3 separate regions of the Sus scrofa genome follow, and regions 2 and 3 are each linked to region 1. A link is a contact called in public Hi-C data. All regions are on one chromosome and are shown on one strand. The core of a region is the stretch at or near the end of the contact, and the rest is flanking DNA. Distances in the headings are between cores, read along the strand shown.

The links. A called contact is a pair of places that touch in the nucleus more often than the background predicts.
Region 2: a Hi-C map of embryonic fibroblasts shows a contact between it and region 1, with 2.3 times the contacts expected there. The contact joins the promoter of MPND here to the promoter of TNFAIP8L1 in region 1. A contact is called at or near these places in 3 of 47 Hi-C or Micro-C datasets (embryonic fibroblasts, heart right ventricle and liver).
Region 3: a contact with region 1 is called in a Hi-C map of retroperitoneal adipose tissue, with 13 times the contacts expected there. The contact joins the enhancer-like site here to the promoter of TNFAIP8L1 in region 1. A contact is called at or near these places in 4 of 47 Hi-C or Micro-C datasets (mesenteric adipose tissue, omental adipose tissue, retroperitoneal adipose tissue and 1 more).

Annotation. Positions count from the first base shown.
Region 1 is chr2:74,219,112-74,222,492 of Sscrofa11.1, forward strand. TNFAIP8L1 (tumor necrosis factor alpha-induced protein 8-like protein 1) reads right to left here and starts at 1,700. Exons shown (of 2, transcript XM_021084049.1): 1 at 1,522-1,700.
Region 2 is chr2:74,454,044-74,457,424 of Sscrofa11.1, forward strand. MPND (MPN domain-containing protein) reads right to left here and starts at 1,885. Exons shown (of 12, transcript XM_021084063.1): 1 at 1,781-1,885; 2 at 1,423-1,676; 3 at 447-683. The coding sequence starts at 1,877.
Region 3 is chr2:74,024,167-74,027,547 of Sscrofa11.1, forward strand. No RefSeq gene overlaps it. Among named protein-coding and RNA genes, the nearest start is that of FEM1A, 19 kb to the right of the region's middle. Within about 2 kb of position 1,560, at least 16 of the 83 cell types and tissues checked have an H3K27ac peak or open chromatin away from gene starts, as enhancers often do. A contact at or near this core is called in retroperitoneal adipose tissue, where this site is marked.

The DNA of each region.
Region 1 (3,381 bases), core at 450-2,949:
TCCATGACAATAGCTCGAGTTTTGTCCTACGTACCCTCTTGTGGCCCAAGTTAACAGTCAGGGGACACTGAGTCCTCCTGAACCTACCACATTGGATCACCAAGCATCCAAAAGGTCCCTCACCTGCCCAGGCCTCACCTGACCTGCCCAAGGCCACACAGTGGGAGAGGAAACTGTGGGGCCTCCAGTCTGTACCTACTTGACTGGTCTCTTTGCTTAGGGACCACCTACCTCCCATCCAAGTGGGGTTTGGGCCCCCAACCTGCCCCTGCAGTGGTCTGGGCACTCACCCACAACCGGCGTCCCAGGCCACCAAGGCTGCCAAGAGAAGCTCAGCCCAGGTGTTTGTATGGCTGGGGTGACAGCTCTTTGTTCTGGTTTCCATAGGTACAGCGTCCCTGGGCCTGCCCTTCCTCGGCCCCTCCCAGATGCCCAGCCCTAGCCTTGCCAGTCCCTTGGCCCGGCCCATGTAGACAACCTGTTGTGTTTTAAAGTTGGCGCCTGTGCACCTGGCATGGCGATAGAGGAAACAGCCCACGCAAAGGCCCTGAGGCAGGACTGTGCCTGGTGTATTGGTGGAATGTGGAGGCTGGTATGGCTGGAGCAGAGTGGGGTGAGGGGGAAAGCTGGAGGAGGTGGGGGCCAGGAGGAGACATGCAGGTCCACATTCCTGCAGTTAATCCTGGAAGCTGCCCTTACCCCTCGGGAGTTATGTCCCTCCGACAGGAAACTGAGGCTGGGAGGTTCGAATCACTTGTTCAAGGTACCATCGTGAAAATGGCAGAGCAGACCCAGGTTTGTCTCATTCCAAAGTCTGAGCTCCCCAACCACTGGGCTAAACTACCCTGGCCCTGGCTGTAGCACCCCAGGGCATTCACCTCTCCCCCCTGCTCAGGAAGTAACAGAGGCCTGTTTACAGGCAGGGCTGCCCTCCTCCAGGCAGGCCCCCCGGAATAGAGGAGGTGGTGATGCATGCAGATCTGGGTCAGGTCAACTGCCAGTTACCTCAGTGATGAAGGTCCCAATTCACAGCTGGCAAAACTAAGGCCATGGCTTCAGGCCATTGGGGAGCTCCAAGGTGGCCAGTTCGGGTGGGTCTGACCCTGGCTCTCAGCTGCCAGGACCAGCCGGAAGTCCCACTCATTGTCACCTCCACGCCTTTGGCCTGGCTGCCCACCACCTGGAATGCCCTCCTAGCTCTGGAATCTAGCCCTAGCACCTGGTGCCCTGCACTGTGAAAGGGGCAGAGTCCATCAGAGTCCTCGTGTTGGGGGGAGGAGGGTGCTGGTCCCAGAGCACCACCCCATGCCGTGGGGGTCAGTTCAGACCCGGTCTGCTACCGCCTAGCCCACACAGCAAGAGAGTGACAGAGACAGCAGGAAAGGGAGAAATGGGGAGGGAAACTGAGGCAGGAATACAGTTAGAAAGGGGGGTGCAGGAGCATGGGGGGGAGAGAAACAGAGAAGACAAGTGGCCCCCGAGATTCTCCCAGATGGGGGTGCCCTGGCACCTCTCGCTCACCTGCTCTCTGGGACCCTGTCGTCGGTCCGACCGTCGGGGCTCTGTTCGGCCGCCTCCGAGGGGCCGTTTCTGTAGCCGCGAGACTCGTGCCTGAAGACTGGGGCTCGGCGGGGCGGGGCAGGAAGCTTGGCCCCGCCCCCCTCTGGGCGGCCCCCGCCCCCGCCCCACCCGCGCGGAGAGGACCAAAGAGGGGCCGGGCCGGATCCGGGGAAACGTGGGCTCAGCCAATGGTAGTGCGGGCGGTGTACGAAGAGTCCAGTGGGAGCAGGTCGCTGCGCGGGAGGGGTAGGGCCAGGCGGCTGGGCTCGGGACTGGTGGGGGGAATTCCTCCGGAATCACGAAGAAGGCCGGATGCCGGGGGCCAGGCTAATCCTGAGCCCAGTCAAAGAAAGAAGAGGAAGGAGACTTAAGAGTCAAAAACAGAGAGAGATAGGGGGTCAGGGAGAGAAAGAGAGCTAAAATAAACTGAACAGCCACGCGACCCTTGGAAAGTCCCTTCTTCCTCCCACCCCATCCCCGACTAAGTTTAAAGTATGGCCCCGGGGAACCTTTTATATCAGAAGGACCTGGGAGCCCCTTTAAAATGCATATTCCTGAATCTGACCTGAGGTTGAAGATAAATCTTTCTGGGTTGCAGATAAATGATCTGGATGAAGTTTGAGGCAGTTGCTGCGTGGACGGACCCTAGAGACTCCACCAGGGGACGCCCAGATTCAGCCTCTTATTTCAGTGGGAATGAGCCACCGAGATATGCTGGAGCCTACTGGCAGCCGCCAGGGTAGGGCGGTGGGGCCAGCTGGGGTCCCCGGAGGATGCAGCTGTGAGTCCTGGGAACTGGGCCCTGGAGCGGCTCCCAGCTCCCATGCTGCTCCATTTCCTCCCTGCAGCCCTAGCGCTGGGTCCCAGTTGTGGCTAGGACCAGGGGGGGCCAGAGCAGGCTGGACAACCAATGTATGTCGAGTCCAGTCCTACACACAACCCTGGGACAGACCTCATGAAACAAAAAGTAATGAAGTGTCTCTTTATCCCTTCTTCTTTTTCCTTTTTTTTTCCCAAAGCGGGTGACTGGGAGTTCCCGTCATGGCTCAGAGGAAATGAATCTGACTAGCATCCATGAGGACTCAGGTTCAACCCCTGGCCTCATTCAGTGGGTTAAGAATCCAGCATTGCTGTGAGCTGTGGTGTAGGTCACAGACGAGACTCATATCTGACGTTGCTCTGGCTGTGGTGTAGGCCAGTGGCTAAAGGTCCCTTTTGACTCCTATTCTGGGAACCTCTGTATGCCACAGGTGCAGCCAAAAAGACAAACAAACAAACAAACAAACAAAAGCAGGTAACTGAGGGGAGTTCCCTTTGTGGCTCAGCAGGTTAAGAACCCAACTGGCATCCATGAGGATGCAGATTCAGTCCCTGGCCTCTGTCAGTGGCTTAAGAATCCAGGAGCTCCCGTCGTGGTGCAGTGGTTAACAAATCTGACTAGGAACCATGAGGTTGTGGGTTCGATCGCTGCCCTTGCTCAGTGAGTTAACGATCCGTTGTTGCCGTGAGCTGTGATATAGGTCACAGACTCGGCTCGGATCCCGAGTTGCTGTGGCTGTGGCGTAAGCTGGCAGCTACAGCTCCGATTAGACCCCTAGCCTGGGAACCTCCACATGCAGTAGGAGCAGCCCTAGAAAAAGGCAAAAAGACAAAAAAAAAAAAAAAAAAAAAAAATCCAATGTTGCCATGAGCTGTGCTGGAGGCTGCAGAGGTGGCTCATATTCCAAGTTGCTATGGCTGTGGTATAGGCTGGCAGCTGCAGCCCTGATACGACCTCTAGCCTGGGGGAGCTTCCATAAGCTCCAGGTGCAGCCTTAAAAA
Region 2 (3,381 bases), core at 635-3,134, 240 kb after region 1:
AACTCCTGCTTGAGTTTCCAGCCAGATCTGTGTGTTTGTACCTGATACACATGGGTACCGTTATCATCTCCATTTTACACATAAAGAAGACTGAGAACCCAGAGAGGGTTCTTGGCCAAGTTTCCCAAGCTCGTGATCATTCAAGGAACATCTGTTATTATCATGGCATTCAAGACCGTCCTAGATCTGGTCCCTGCTAACGTCTCCAGCTCTCTCAGATACCAAGGCATCTGCTTCTTCAGCTATCTCAGGCAATAATGGTTCCTTAAGCAGTATGTGTTGCTTCATGCCTACATGGCTTTGCATATGCCATTCCCCCCTCTGGAAAGCTCTTCCCTTCATCTTGCTTTGACAAACTCTTATTCATCCCTCAAGGCCCCAGCTCCAGTACTCTGTCTCGGGGCACTCTTTATGCAGCAGTGAGTCAGGGAGGCTAAAAGACGCACCTCATCGGCAGCAACTGCAGGCACATGGAACTGGTTTCGCCGGAGCCAGGCAGCCTTGTACTTGTCCAGTTTCTGGCCCTTGTACTTGACGGAGGCCCAGCCACAGCCGGACTTCTTGGCTGGGTTCACCAGCTTCTTGCAATGGGTGGCCCAGGCACTGGGTGAGTTGAACACCTGCCCTGTTTCCTGCCACACAATCCTCCCATCGGGCTGCAGGTCTCCCACGAACTTCTTCCCCTGCAGTGAGAGTGGGCTGGCTGGGCCCAGGAGCTGATACCCATCAAGACCCCTCCTCCAGAAAATCCTCCCTAACTCTCCCAGAGTTTGGCACCTACTTCCCACTTTCTTCCACAAAGCCTTTTAGCTTAGGTGCCTCCCAATACCTAGATATCCATGGTCTAGTCCTGTTCAGCCTGGATTGAAACTTCCAGTTATGTGTCTGTCCTCCACTCCCTTCACTGGACTGTGAGCCACAAAGGACAGAACAGGGTCTGTATTGCTCTCTGCTGTGTCCCTAATGCCCAACACAGCCTGGCACACAACAGGTGCTCAATTCACAAATTGCTCCCACTCACAAAGAGCAAAACTATATTAATAACAACAGTAATAACAGCAAACACTTATAAAGCACTTACTGTGTAGCAGGCATACTGCTGAGCACTTTATTCACTGAATCCTCATACGACCACGTGGGAGGGAAAAAATCCCGTTTTACAGATGGGGAAACTAGGACTTGAGGAGGCTGAGCGAGATCACACAGCCAGGAAAGCACTAGTGCCCTCTCTGAGCCTGCGTTTCTCCTTTGTGGAACTGGGTGTTTGGTAAACAATGTCCTCCTGCCCAAGAAGGTCAGGATGCTCCGTGCCTCAGTTTCCCCTCCCCACGCTGCGGCTTGGCCTGTAGCAAAGGAGCACTCTGGAGTCCGGTTTCCCCTTTTGGCCCCAGCTAGGATGGGCTGGGGCTGGGGAGCGCTCACCAGGTAGTAGATGGACAGCACCCCGGAGCCGGGCTCCAGCAGTCCGTCTTTGAGGAGCACGCGCAGCGTGACCGCGCGCCTAGTGAACGCGCTCCCGGGCCCGCCGCAGCTCCCCGCCCCGGCCCCGCCGCCGCCGCCACTGCGCGCGCCGCCGACTGCCCCTGGACGTTCGGGGTCCTCGGCCTCCGCCTCGTCCTCGTCGTCATCCGGCGCCTCCTCGCCCGCGCCGCCCGCCGGGGACAGCGACTCCGGAGCTGCAGGCAGCAACAGGCTGCAGAGGGGCCGCGCGCCCCGAGCCGGTCCACGGTCCAGCCCCCCAGCCTGGCGCCTCGCTGGACCCCCTCAAGGTTCGCCGTACCTGCCATGGCCGCTCCGCCCCACGCCCTGTGTGCCTCCGGCTCTTTCTTCCCCGCACGTGACGCAACTCCGCCCCGAGGGGGGAGCGCCCCAGCCATTGGCCGCTTCCAGTGGGCGGGCGGGGGCTCGGCCTGCTGGAGCGAACCAAGAAACAGGCCTCCGGCCTGCGCAGGAGGGAAAAGGAGGTGGGGGCTCAGCCCTCTGGGACTATTCTGGAGACTGAGGCCTGAGGCCACCTTCCGTGGGAATGGGGTGTAACGCAGAGCTCATAGTGCAATTGGGGAAACTGAGGCCGGGGACTTCCGCTTTCGGAGAACTAATGACTCCACCTGTGACCATTGCCTACTGGATTCTGCCCTGGAGAGGGGAGAAAAGGGAAATTGAGGTCCGCAACCACCCCTCTCGAGGGACCTACAGGCCTCGGCTGTTGGAACCACGGGAGAAAGTAAGCCCTGGGAGAATAAGCCACAGTGCCCCGGGGCTGTAGGCCAAAATGTGGGGAAGCAGCCGGGCACCGCAGATGTAAAGCGTCCAAGCCGGGCGGCGGTCTCTAAGAGGTTAACTCCCACCCTCCCCAGCAGCCCTCGACTGATTTTATGACTGGATCACAGCCAAGCCCGCCAACCAATTATAAGGGGAGGGGGATTTCATCTTCAGCCTATAGACAGTGTTAAACTAAAGGACAGCCATCTTCCTCGGCCAATCAGCAGGAACCTGTAGCCCTGATACATCCAATCAATGGTAGGGTCTAGTCCGCAGCCAGCCAAACAGCGCGCGGGTAAAACCTGCCTCGCGGGCCTGTGGGGCCAACCCCAAACCAACACCCCGCCCCCGCCCGCGCCAACACTACCACCAACACGGTGCATGTGGCTGGAGTCTGGCTAGGAGTACACCGGAGGGTTGCTGCTCTTTTGACCCTGGCCACTGTCCCAGGACCTTTGCCCCGAGGTGCAGAGCTGCCTCCCAACGCTGGGACTCCCTAATCTCTGGCAGGGCTGAAAGCCGGAGGTGGGGTCTCCCCCAGGGTGCAGGGCACCTTTGTCCAGGCTCAACCTCAGATGGGTGTGGAAGAGGTGACAGACCACTGCGGGTAGGGGCGCGGGTTCCCAGGTAGGGTGGTCTGGACTCAGACTGGACTTGGCTCCAGGTCCTGCTCCACCACTTAACCAGCTCTGTGACTTTGGCCAAATGTCTCCACCTCTCTGTTTCCCTGTGGGATGACTAATTCCTGCTGCAGAGTTGTTAAAGAACAGAGCATGACATGTAGTAAGAGCTGGGGAATGTGAATGATTATTACACATAATGAAATAAAATTTCACGTGATGAAATAAAGTTTGTATCTAAAGGAAGGACAAGAAAAAAATAAAATTTTGTTTCTTTGCACCTCCTTCCTTCTTCCCTCCCTCCTTTCCAACATCCCTCCCAGATGTAATGAGCATCTGCACTACACATTATCCTCTAGAGATCCTCAAAGATGAGAACGCCTGCTTGAGAGTGAAGATCAATTTTTTTTCTTCTAAAGCTAGCAGTGTAACTACTTAATATTCTTTCCCAGCTCTGTAGGGGGTCATGTTGATTTGCTTCTTGCTTTATATGTGTTTA
Region 3 (3,381 bases), core at 310-2,809, 200 kb before region 1:
CAGAGATAGTTAAGGGGCAATCAGGCCAATGATGAAATGTAGGAGGCCTCAGAGGCCTGAGGGGACCCTTGACCAGCCTGGGAGGATGAAGAGAATCTTTCTGAAGGAGGAAGTAAGCTGACACCAGAGGCAGAAGTTGGAATGAGCCATTGTCAGGGAAGTGTCCCTGGAGCTGGGCACAGCATGGGCAAAGGCCTGGAGGGGAGGCCACTTAGGGAAGGGCAACTTCACGGGGGCCACATGAACCCAGAGGCAGGGGCTCCCCCACAATTTTGGCTGCCCCAGCGCCCCCTGGTGGCCACCACTTTCCCAGATACCCTCCCACATCAATGTCCTGTGGGCCTGGGGTGTTTCCTGGGGAAGAAGTCACATGTGTCCTCCAGGCAACTTTAAAGAAGTCAACAGCTTTAAAGAAAAATGGAGGGGAGTCCCCACTGTGGCCCAACAGGATCTGAGGCATCTCTGCAGTGCCATGACACTGGTTCGATAGCAGCTTGCACAGGGGGTTAAAAAATCCAGCTTGCAGGAGCTGTGGTGTAGGTCGTAACTGTGGCTCGGGCAGGGAACTCCATGTGTCTTAGACCAGCAAAAAAAGAAAAAAAAAAAAAAAAACCCTGAAACTTGAATAATAACAGAGGTTTTATTTACAGGGGTCAGTAGGTATACCTCTGTAAGCATCATTCCTGCTTAGAATGATGTCTGAGATGATTCGATCTTTTAGAAATTTTCTCTGCTTAGCGGGCAGTGCTGTGCCCAGAGTCGCACGGCGCATGCTCGGCTGCAGCTTGGCCTGGGTAGAACTAGGGAGGCGTTGTGTTTGAATCTCCAAAATCTGATTCTCCAGTGCAGTCTGGTTGTTCCACTGCTGCGGGAGACACAGAAGAGGTGACAGACCCCCACATATCACCTGCCTGGCCTCCCCAACAATCATTGTAGCACTGCACACAAATGCACTATCAACAGAGGCATATTTAGAGTTATTTTCCGGGAGTTCCGGTTGTGGTGCAGCGAAAACGGATCCAAATAGTATCCATGAAGATGCGGGTTCGATCCCTGCCTCATTCAGTGGGTTGGGAATCCGGCCTTGCCACGAGCTGTGGTGTAGATCACAGAAGCGGCTTGAATCCAGCATCGCTGTGGCTGTGGCTAGGCCAGCAGCTACAGCTCCAATTAGACCCCTCACCTGGGAACTTCCATGTGCCGGGGTGTGGCTCTAAAAAGCAAAATAAATACATAAAATTAAGATAAAGTTACTGAACAGAAAATAGATTGCCATGGTTCAAAATTCAAAAGGCACCATAGAAGGATCCGGATAAAGTTGTCCCTCTCCCTCCCCAATCACCTAGAGACACTAGTGTGACTGATCTGTAGCCTGTCCAGCCGCTCCTCCAACCCCACAGTCTGCCCTACCAGCCATTAGAGGGCTCTTGTGAGCACCTGAGTCCGGCCAACCCCTCCTCTGCCCACAGCCCTCCAGGTAAAATCCCAAGTCCTTCCCAGGAACCCACAGGGCCCTACAGAACCTGCCACTGTCCCCTCCCTCACTTGTTGTTTCCTCCTCTGCTCCAGCCACACAGGCATTCCTCTCTGTTCCTCCAACACACCAGGAACAGTCCTGCCCCAGGACCTTTGCATGGCCCCTGCCCACTGCCTGGTGCGTCTTTCCTCCTGATACTGCCATAGCTCACTCCTCTCACTCCTTTCAGGATTCTGCTCAAATGTCACTTTCTGGGTGGAATCTTCTCTGAAGAGCCTATTTAAAATCCGTTTTAAATTGCTCTTCTCGGCATTCCTGTTGTGGCTCAGTGGTTAACAAATCTGACTAGGAACCATGAGGTTGTGGATTCGATCCCTGGCCTCGCTCAGGGGGTTAAGGATACAGTGTTGCTGTGAGCTGTGGTGTAGGTCGCAGATGCCACTAGGACCTGGCGTATGAGAAATGCCCCTAGTCCTGTCTCTAGCCTAGAGCAGTGGGCTGCCTAGGAATTAGGCAATCAACTACACAGCAGAAGGAAAATATGAGATACCTTACTTTTATTCTTATTTTCCAGTTGCATCATTCCTGGGGGTGGAGGTGTGCTCAGGGTCTCAGGTGGGTGAGATCAATGAACAAATATACACATGGGTGGAGTTGCTCACCTGGGTGCTGGTGTGAAAGTTTGCAGATGGCTGCTGCTGAGTCAGTGAGTGTCTGTTTCTTTTGCTTCTTCTAAAAGTATCTGCTTCCTGTCAGGGTCTGGCACTGTGCTGGGTCTTTGCCAGGAATTGCTCTGACACTGAAGATCAGAGTTACCATGACCCAGACCCTGGCCAGGCGGGGCTTCTCGGGAAACAGAAAGTCCAGTGGGGCTAGAAGGAGGAAGTTTCTGCTGGCTGCACAGCCAGCAACCCCCACCCCCTGCCTCCTCTGCCTCTGCAAATAAAGGGGCTTCTGGAAGGTAGGGTCAGCCCTGAGGGGGCCAGGGTGAGGTTTTTCCTGAAGGGTTTGTTCCCGAATGAAAAAAAAATTTTTTTCTAAGGGCTGTACCTGTGGCATATGGAAGTTCCCAGGCCAGGGATTGAATCAGAGCTACAGCTCCCGACCTGTACCACAGCCACAGCAACTCAGAATCTGAACCACGTCTGTGATCTACACCACAGCTCAGGGCAATGCCAGATCCTTAATCCACTGAGCAAGGCCAGGCATCAAAACCGCATCCTCGGAGTTCCCGTTGTGGTGCAGCCAAAAGGAAACCAACTAGGAACCATGAGGTTGCAGGTTCCATCCCTGGCCTCTCTCAGTGGGTTAAGGATCCGGCGTGTCGGTGAGCTGTGGTGTAGGTCGCAGACGTGACTCAGATCTGGCATTGCTGTGGCTGTGGTGCAGGCTGGCAGCTGTAGCTGATTCGACCCCCAGCCTGGGAACCTCCATATGCCCCGGGCGTGGCCATAAAAAACAAACAAACGAAAAAACTACATCCTCATGGATACTAGTTGGGTTCTTAACCTGATGAGCCACAATGGGAACTCCCAGGATGGAATTTACAAAGTCCTCAGGGATACTCATCCTCTCATCCCCCTCCCATTAGCGACTCCTCAGCCCCCTCCTGGTCAATGCTATCCCTAACTTTGAGCCCAGTGGTCCCTTCTCTATCCTCCTCCCTCTCTCAGAGCCTTCTGACCAGGCCAGACCCCCTCCTCCTAAAAACTCCATCCTCATGCGGCCCCCAGGCTCCATACACCCCCTCCCTCCCTCTCACTTCTCACAGACCTTCTCTGGTCCCCCCCCCCCACCTGCCAGGGCCTTGTCCCCTCTCAGGGACTGAACTCCATCTATGCCCCTATGACGTCCACAGTCCTGTCTCCAGCCCGGGCCTTCCCTGAGCTCTGGACTCGGAGTTC